Regions from separate parts of the Mus musculus genome. Here all the other regions are linked to region 3. The links are chromatin contacts, called in public HiCAR-type and promoter capture Hi-C maps. All regions are on one chromosome and are shown on one strand. The core of a region is the stretch at or near the end of the contact, and the rest is flanking DNA. Distances in the headings are between cores, read along the strand shown.

What was found. Promoter capture Hi-C pulls out the DNA fragments that hold promoters and counts their contacts. HiCAR-type assays count read pairs that join an accessible place to other places.
Region 1: a HiCAR-type map of astrocytes shows a contact between it and region 3, with 5 times the contacts expected there. The contact joins the promoter of 4930524J08Rik here to the promoter of Bmp2k in region 3. A contact is called at or near these places in 4 of 39 promoter capture datasets (hippocampal neurons, liver and pre-B cells), 2 of 115 datasets of contacts at active chromatin or transcription factors (acute myeloid leukemia and astrocytes) and 1 of 9 other capture datasets (liver).
Region 2: a promoter capture Hi-C map of hippocampal neurons shows a contact between it and region 3, with 4 times the contacts expected there. The contact joins the promoter of Rasgef1b here to the promoter of Bmp2k in region 3. A contact is called at or near these places in 2 of 39 promoter capture datasets (hippocampal neurons and pre-B cells), 1 of 115 datasets of contacts at active chromatin or transcription factors (astrocytes) and 1 of 9 other capture datasets (liver).

Annotation. Positions count from the first base shown.
Region 1 is chr5:99,977,644-99,980,343 of GRCm38.p6, reverse strand. It overlaps 4930524J08Rik, which reads right to left and starts at 1,409. Exons shown (of 2, transcript XM_030254981.1): 1 at 1,392-1,409; 2 at 678-1,307. The coding sequence starts at 1,409. The coding sequence ends at 792. Hnrnpd (heterogeneous nuclear ribonucleoprotein D) reads left to right here and starts at 1,406. Exons shown (of 9, transcript NM_001077265.2): 1 at 1,406-1,952. The coding sequence starts at 1,720.
Region 2 is chr5:99,251,540-99,254,239 of GRCm38.p6, reverse strand. It overlaps Rasgef1b (RasGEF domain family, member 1B), which reads left to right and starts at 1,313. Exons shown (of 14, transcript NM_181318.4): 1 at 1,313-1,526.
Region 3 is chr5:96,996,266-96,998,965 of GRCm38.p6, reverse strand. Bmp2k (BMP2 inducible kinase) reads right to left here and starts at 1,277. Exons shown (of 16, transcript NM_080708.1): 1 at 870-1,277. The coding sequence starts at 1,038.

The DNA.
Region 1 (2,700 bases), core at 160-2,659, 3.0 Mb before region 3:
TTGAGTCATCTTATTTGGTCAGTATTTTTGGATGGTAAAGAAAAACGTGGAATCACTTCTTTTTCGCCAATCATCTTGGTGGTTGCCTGTCTGTGATTTGCTCAATGTTGAAGACATTTCCACTATTTGATGCATATTCTTTCATTTTATGGATTCTGTAACAAACTGTAGTGATAAATCTTGTTTTAATCGTTGGGATTTTCAGATTATGTACAGTTACTGTAAATTGACTTAAAGTACACCATGGGAAGCATTTATTTAAAATTTTTTTATGTGTTTTGCTAAGGGGTAATGCCAGGTTGGCCTCAACAGTCCTTCCTCCCTTCTCTGGGATCACAGTTCTGGGATTACAGCGTGTACCTAATTAGCTGGGCTGAAGTCCTGTCCCTGTATGCTGTCTTTTGTAAACTTCTCCAAACCCTGTTTGGAAACTGGATACTTACTAAGCAGTCGAGTGGTTGACGACAAAAAAAACCAAACCAAACCAAACCAAACCAAACCAGAAATTCCATTTTCTTCTAAGTCTTGCAGGAAGCTTCAAAGTCTAACTCCTGAGTAGGAATTCCAATAGGTTTCTTAGCGATTAATTTTAAAATCGTGAATCACACGCCTAACGGCGTTTCATTTTTTTCTTTTTATAAAATCGCCACCTCAACACCACAAACCCAGAAACCTCGTAAAGATGATTCATGACATTTATATATCCTGTTTAATACAAGGACTGTAACTCGTAAAAAAAAAGGAGCCCTGGAGTCGACCTTAATACATACACTTCCCAATCCATAGTGACTTCAAAGAATCGTGGCCGGCGTTAGGCTCTTGTAATAACGGAGGCAAAGCTTAAGACTAGGGAAGCAACTCTGAGAAGAGGCAGCCTCGACCATCAAAGCCGCCTTTGGACAGCGCCGCGGCGGAGCCTCAATGTCACCCGGCGCAGGGACGGCGGAGCACTGCACAGGCGCGGCCCGCTGCCCCACGCAGGTCCCGGGGCCCACAGCCGTGGCTCCCTGAGGGCAGCCTCCACGAAGTCTCCGCTGGGGATGGACGAACCACACCCCTCCAGGTCGGCCGCGCCTGCCAACCAAAGCCGAGGAGCGGCCGGTGACTCCAGGAATCCGCGGAAGGGCGGGGCCAAGGGACGGGGGCGGGGGAGGCCTCTCTAGCCGCGCCCTCGAACCAGCGCTCCTTGTTCTCGATGGTACCCGCGCGCCCCTCTTGCGCACGCCACTTCCGGTCCTCTTTAAAGGCCCGCGCCGCGCGACCGCGGGGCGTGAGAGCCAGTCGGAAAGGGACGGGGAGGGCGGGGCCTGCGCGGGGGGCGGGGCCTAGCGGTGGACGGGGGCGGGGGAGGCGCAAAGGGCGCGCTCCGGAGCCACGTGACCGGGACGCGCCGTTCTTCCGTCGGCCATTTTAGGTGGTCCGCGGCGGCGCCATTAAAGCGAGGAGGAGGCGAGAGTGGCCGCCGCTGCTACTTCATTCTTTTTTTTTTCAGTGCAGCCGGGGAGAGCGAGAGAGCGCGCTGCGCGAGAGTGGGAGGCGAGGGGGGCAGGCCGGGGAGAGGCGCAGGAGCCCTTGCAGCCACGCGCGCGCCTTGTCTAGGGTGCCTCGCGAGGTAGAGCGGGCATCGCGCGGCGGCGGCGGGGATTACTTTGCTGCTAGTTTCGGTTCGCGGCGGCGGCGGCGTCGGCGGGTGTCGTCTTCGGCGGCGGCAGTAGCACTATGTCGGAGGAGCAGTTCGGAGGGGACGGGGCGGCGGCGGCGGCAACGGCGGCGGTAGGCGGCTCGGCGGGCGAGCAGGAGGGAGCCATGGTGGCGGCGGCGGCGCAGGGGCCGGCGGCGGCGGCGGGAAGCGGGAGCGGCGGCGGCGGCTCTGCGGCCGGAGGCACCGAAGGAGGCAGCGCCGAGGCAGAGGGAGCCAAGATCGACGCCAGTAAGAACGAGGAGGATGAAGGGTGAGTAAGGGGCGGCCCCGGGCAGCCGCTCGCCAGGCCCCCTCCCCCTCCCCGCCATTAGGCCTCGCTCCCGCGACCGCCCGCCCGCCCGCAGGCCCCAGTGCAGTCGCCCCCTCGGCCGCCCCTCTTGTACCTCGGGCTCCCCCCCGGGCCTGCATCTCCTTCCCTGCCTGCTCGCCCCCTCCCCCATCACACACGTTTCCACCTTTAGCCGTCACCATGCTACTCCGCGGCCCGCCCTCTTTCCTCCCTCGCCGCGGGTCTCCTCCCACCGATGTGGCCGCCAGGATTTTTTCCCGCCTGTCGGAGCTTACCCTCCCACCCCACCCCCACGTCTCCCGGATTTCTAACCTCTTAGGCTTAAAAATGCAAACGCACAGAAAAGCTTTTTACCAGGGTTGCCAAGGTTGGTCGGGCGCTTCGCCCTCGCCCCCGAGACGGTGCGATTATTGACACGCTCTTGCTTTGGGAAAGCTGTAGGCTGTCCACCTCTCTTTTCTCCCGCGTCGGCCGCAGGCCATTGCTTTTAAATAGTTTTCGTCTTAGGATTCGTTCGTTCTGTCCACTTTACGCTGTCACCACGACACGCTCCTACAGGCCCTGCGTTTGTGCTGTAGACAGACCGGGCCTGCCAAAGTCCCTGGTCTGCTGGCGCGTTGGTGTGGCTCCGCGGGCTCCATTTAAGTCCTTCCTGGTCGATGGGGCCTGTACTTGACTGGGGCTCTTCCACCTCCCGCCTGCGGTTGCC
Region 2 (2,700 bases), core at 64-2,563, 2.3 Mb before region 3:
TTGCCTTCTCAGCAGTCTTGAGAGCTCACAGATGTTACAAAGGGCTTTTCTGGTGGCACTACTAAGAAATACTGGTTTAGTTCAGCCCTTTTAGTTTCTTGCTATGTGAGCAGGAAGAGTGTGCTTTGCCCAGTGTCATATGGTCTACTTGTTAATTGACTCAGGATGGAAGTCGGCTCCTTGTGTGGACCCATTCTCCTTCACAGAACAGACACCAGAGATAAACAAAAGGCTCAGGGTTTTTAGAATAAACTGCGGGGCTTAAGGAGAAGCATCTGTAGAATATGCGTAGGATAGTGAAGCAGGAAGTATGAGAGAGACAGGGACCAGCCAAGACCAGCCAAGGAACATGAACGTTAGGTTAAAAGAGGCTCTTTCCATCCCAGAGAGAAGATGCAGGGACCTTAGAGGAGGAACCGTGTTGCTCCATGTTAATAAGGCCAATTACAGTCTATGGGATGGTCCTACAGTGTTTATGTATGAACGGAAGCTTACAAAGCCTGCTTTTCATACTCAGGGTCACAGCTGCAAAGTCTCCAAATCTTGTGCATTTCCCCCCATGGGTAAGGTATCTTTATTTCAACTTCTTCCCTTACCTTTCTATCACGCGTAGGAGAGTATTGAGTTCTTACCTCTATATTTATTTTTTTCTTTTCTAAAATAGTTATCAGGTATTCAATGGCTGATTCAATTAAGTAGCTGTCTACAATGATAAAAACAACCTTCACCGAGGACCAGCCTTACACACTAGAGTATCTTCCTTTCCTTTGCGAAAGTTCTAACACCTGTAATTTTACATGTGGATTGAATAGCAGTTTATTTAGCGTTTGCCCTCCAGGAGCCAGTAAGCTTCTGGGACCAGCCGGTTGCGGCCACCAGTGTGCCCCCAGCGTTTATTACAATACCCAACACTCAGCAAGTGCTTCGTGGTTCCTCTCAGATCTCCTCCGAAAGTTACACGGACAGTAACCTTCAGCTCATAATTATGATAATAGATACTGTACAACGAGTCGAGCCGGTATTTACAGGTAGAGCACACAAGGCAAATGAATACACACTCGGCGACACATGAGTGCACAAACAGCCGCGGGCAGCGACACGAAGGAGGAAACGCGCGCCGGAGTGGGCCCTGCCCAGGCTGCGGAGACCCGCTGCGCCAGCAAGCCAGCCTCTGCAGCGTGGGTGGGTACGGCCGCAGCGTCACGGGAGTCCCTACCCGCGGAACCCTGGCAAGTCCCCGAGCGCCCGCTGCAGGGCGGCGTGGGCGGAGAGCTGCGCCACGATTGGCCAGCGCAGGATGGGCGTGGCCTGCGGCGGGCGGGGGCGTGGCCTGCGGCAGGAGGCGGGCATTTCCCCAGCAAGGGGGTGTGCGCGGCTCGGGCTGGAGTTTCAGTATAAACAAGGACCCCGACTGGATCGGCGGGTTTTCCCTTTCTTCTGGCGTTCGACCCTTCCCGGTCCTGAGCTCGCCTTTTGGGGCGCCTCGGTACGGCAGCCAGGAGGCAGAGGCTCCGAGCTGTGTGCGGGTAGGTGCTCCAGGGGACCCCGCGGCGGGATGGCGGGAGCGGGCTGCGCCGGCGCTGCTCCGGAACGGCGCCGGCTGTCCAGTGCGCCCCGGCGTGGCGGGAGATCCTCGGCTGGCGAGCATTGGCAGAGCCACAGAACTAGGAGTTCTCGCGCCTGCTGCTTCCGTGCCCCGGGCTGCCGCGCTCCCAACAGGTGCGGGGCTGAGCACTGACGACCCGGGGACCCGGGGATCTGGGGACGCTGTGCTGCGCCTCGCCCCGGCCAGGCCTTCTGTTTGGAGATCTTAGATATTGAGGGTTTGTCTGAGTTGGAGTCTCGTTCATCCTTTTTGCTTTCCCTCTCAGCTTCTTGTGCATACCTAGGGTTGTTTCCATGTACTTTTTGGCTAGTTTCCTAGGGTGCTTGAGAGTGTTCAGGCTGTTGTTTATTTTTTGCTGCAGTTTCCTTATAATTTAAGGTCTGACTCCCAGGAACAGTCAGGGAAACAGGACTTGTGTGTTCCCCAGGCTCGTATGCAAACTTGAACAAGTAGCCTGTTTTTTGTTTTGCTTTGTGACCCAGGTGAGTTGCCTTCGGACACTAGCCTGGGTGATAATAACGTGGCCCGGGGTACCTGGTAGCCTCGTGGGCTGAGTGCGTGAGGGAGGCTCCTCTTTATTGGAGAGCCCCGGGAATAACTTCAGCAGCACTGTACTAGAGAAAAGGGCAAACGCGGAAACGGAGGTGTTCTCTCTCGCTCTCTCGCTCTATCGCTCTGTCTCTGTCTCTCTGTCTCTCTCTCTGAGTGTGCGTGTGATTTGACTATTCCTTGCCACCTTACCCCATCCAAATTGGTTCAGTTCAGGCGAAGCACTGTGGCTAAGGCACTGACAGTGCGGCGAGGTGTTCTCTCGCACAGCGTGGTAAAGGGCGCTAGGAGAGCATCTGGGCTGCAGTTTTCTCTTGTGAATGTAAATGTGCCCGTTTGCAGATGGATTCGGGGCGTATGGTGTATATGGATAAATATGCACGCATACTTGTGTATGTATGTTTGGGTGAACGCGTCTCCAAGGAGTCCTTCGTCAGCAGCGCCATGTGACAATGGCCTGGAACTGCTGGTGTGCGTAGAGCTATATTTAGCCCTGACAGTGTCTCACTGGGAGGACGGGTCTTGAGCTGGGAGGATAAAGCGGG
Region 3 (2,700 bases), core at 28-2,527:
ATACATACAAGAGATTATTTCTCAGGGACTTTTTCAACATATTTCTTAATATTCCACATTCAAAACTTCAGAGGTCAAGGCATGCAATAAGAAATCAGAAAGTATTTTCTACAAACCAATTACACCAGAGATACAAAACTAAAGTCAAGAAATATTTTTAACACGGAGTAAACTTTGTTTTCCCTAGCTATGCTTTTACACGCTGTCATAACCTCCTTCAGACAATAAAAGAGCCACCAAAACCTCACATGGAAAAGTTAAACTGTTCCACTTTGCCTGTTAAAGTACTAACAAAATGACACAGAGAGGACAAAAAACGGGACCTTGTGTGAAGATTCTAAACAACGAAGATAAACGTGCTTCAAGTTTACTCCCACACGCCACCCCTAAGCAGCCACTGAACTTGGAAGACCGTGCCAACACACACACACATACACAGAGAGAGAGAGAGAGAGAGACATATTATCTGTATACATATAGCCATATACAGTGGTTTGGGAGTCCTGTTTTGTTTTGGTTTTTAGCAGAAACAAACCCCAGCGGAGTCCACCGCCCTGGAAGTCCGGGAGGCTCGGACCCGAAAGCAACGCAGGACACCGGCCAGACAGTGTCCCAGCACTGCTCCATCTGACCCCCTAATGAGTCACGGGTCCAATCATGACACCACATCACTTACTGGGACGTCTTCTATTTCTTTCCTCGCGCCAGGAAGAACAGAGAAAGATTTCAAACTCCTAAGCAGGCAATCGTGCCCGCACCGGAGCTGCCAGCGGCTTCACACCGGAGCCACTGTCCAGCCGCCGCCGGGCCGGCCCCGCAGCCGCCGCCACACCCCGGCCTCCCTCACCTGCCTCCCGCCGCGCCCGTACCTTCGGCCAGCGACTCCTCCAGGGTGACCTGGTAGCGGCCGACGGCGAACACCCGGACCCCCATGGACGAGCTTGCGAAGCCGCCGCCGAGCCCGCCGCCCGCGGCCCCGCCAGCCGCCGCCCCGCCGCCGCTGCCCTCCGACTTGGGCATCCGAGAGAACTTCTTCATGGTCCCGCCGGCGCGCTGGAGGGCACCAGGAGGGCACTAGGGCGCGCGAGGGCGAGAGCCCAGACCCGCGCGTCGCACAGCGGAGCGCCGGGCGCGGCCGACCGTCTTCGAGGGGTCGCCGCCCTTCGCGCGCGCGAGCGTCGGTGCGCAGCGGCTCGCCGCGCCTCACATTCCGCGCGTCCCGAGCGCGCAGCCCTGGCCGCCCGCTGCAGCTGCCCGGCGCCCGCAGAGCCAGCGGGGAGGGCGGGGCCGGGGCGGGGCCGGGGCGGAGCCTGGCGCGCGGGGCGCGAGCTGCCCGGGAAGAGGGAGGGGCCGGCCGAGGGGGGCGTGGCGCTAGGCCCGGCGGCCTGCGTGCCCTGGAGACCGCAGCTCGGCCCGGCCCGGCTCACACCGATGCCGCCCGCCCCTTGCGGCTGTTGGGGGGCGCGGCGCCGGTGCCAACCGCTTGCAGAGCCGGGCGCCGAGCCCCGCGCGCAAGCGCGCTGTCCCCGCCGCCGGAAGTGACGGTTCCGGCCCGTGTCACGTGGAGGAGGAACGGGCACATCGACGTGGGGGCTGGGGCTAGGGGTGAAGTCCGGGGTCCGGGTTATCAAGGAGGTGGAACCCACGCGGATCGGTGGGGCTACTCGGGTTGGAATTGTGTGTGCCGCTCTGGAGTCCTTAAATGCCGCCAGCAGCGTGACCCACTCTCGGAAGCTGCCGGCTTCGAGTCTCAGCCAGTTTTCCAGACTCTATCCCGAGAGGATCGGTTTTCCAGGGCTCCCCGGAGCGTGGGCGGAGGAGCAGCGCGAAGCTCGCAGGTTCCCACGGGGCGACTTGCGAAGCCCAGGTGTCCTCGCACTGTACCGGATGTTTGCTCTCAGAAGCGTTCTGCGGTTTAAGAATTACTTGGGAGAGCTTTAAAAGCTCTGTGTGTACAATGTCGGAGCCGTGCGATTGTGTTCAGAAAAAGATATTAAGATTTTTAAATATCATTAATCGCCATTGGCTGGAGAAGACGTAACCCTGTCGCCCAAGGTCACACAGCTGGCTTGTGGCCTGGAGCATCAAAAGTCTTAGTTACTCGCTTTCAGCCATTCTGAAAAAGTAGGTTAGGGTCAGATCCTTAGTCCAGGCCGGCAGACTTAGGACTGTTTGGAAACAGAGGCAGCACCAATCTCTGACCCCACCCGAACAAAAGATTCGCCCGTTGGAAAAAGAACTCCCGATTGCCTCACTTTTCATAAACTGCAAGAGTCTCATGCCAGTGGGAAGGGCACAGGAATTCGGGCAGAGGGCATGTGGGAGTGGAAAGGATGGCAAAATGGAGAAAATGTGCAAAGAGAAGGATTTTCGCTCCAGCCCACTTCCTGGACATGGAGTCACATACAGCCTGAGCTGGCCTGGACCTCATTAGCTACCAGAGATAGCCTTAAACTTGTGATCTTCCTGTCTCTGCCATTGTGCCCCCTAGTACTGGGATTATGAGCAAGCCTCGCCATCAGGCCTAGCTTGGCCTCTATAGAAAATAGGTTCGGTAGCCCGAGGCTAATTCTAGCTGAAGCAAGAGAACCACGAATCGGAGGCCAGCCTGGAATGCATGCCAAGATCTTTTAATTTAAAATAATAATAACGGTGCTTGAAGTTCCCAATTTCTTAAGCTAAAAAATGTAAATTTTTCTC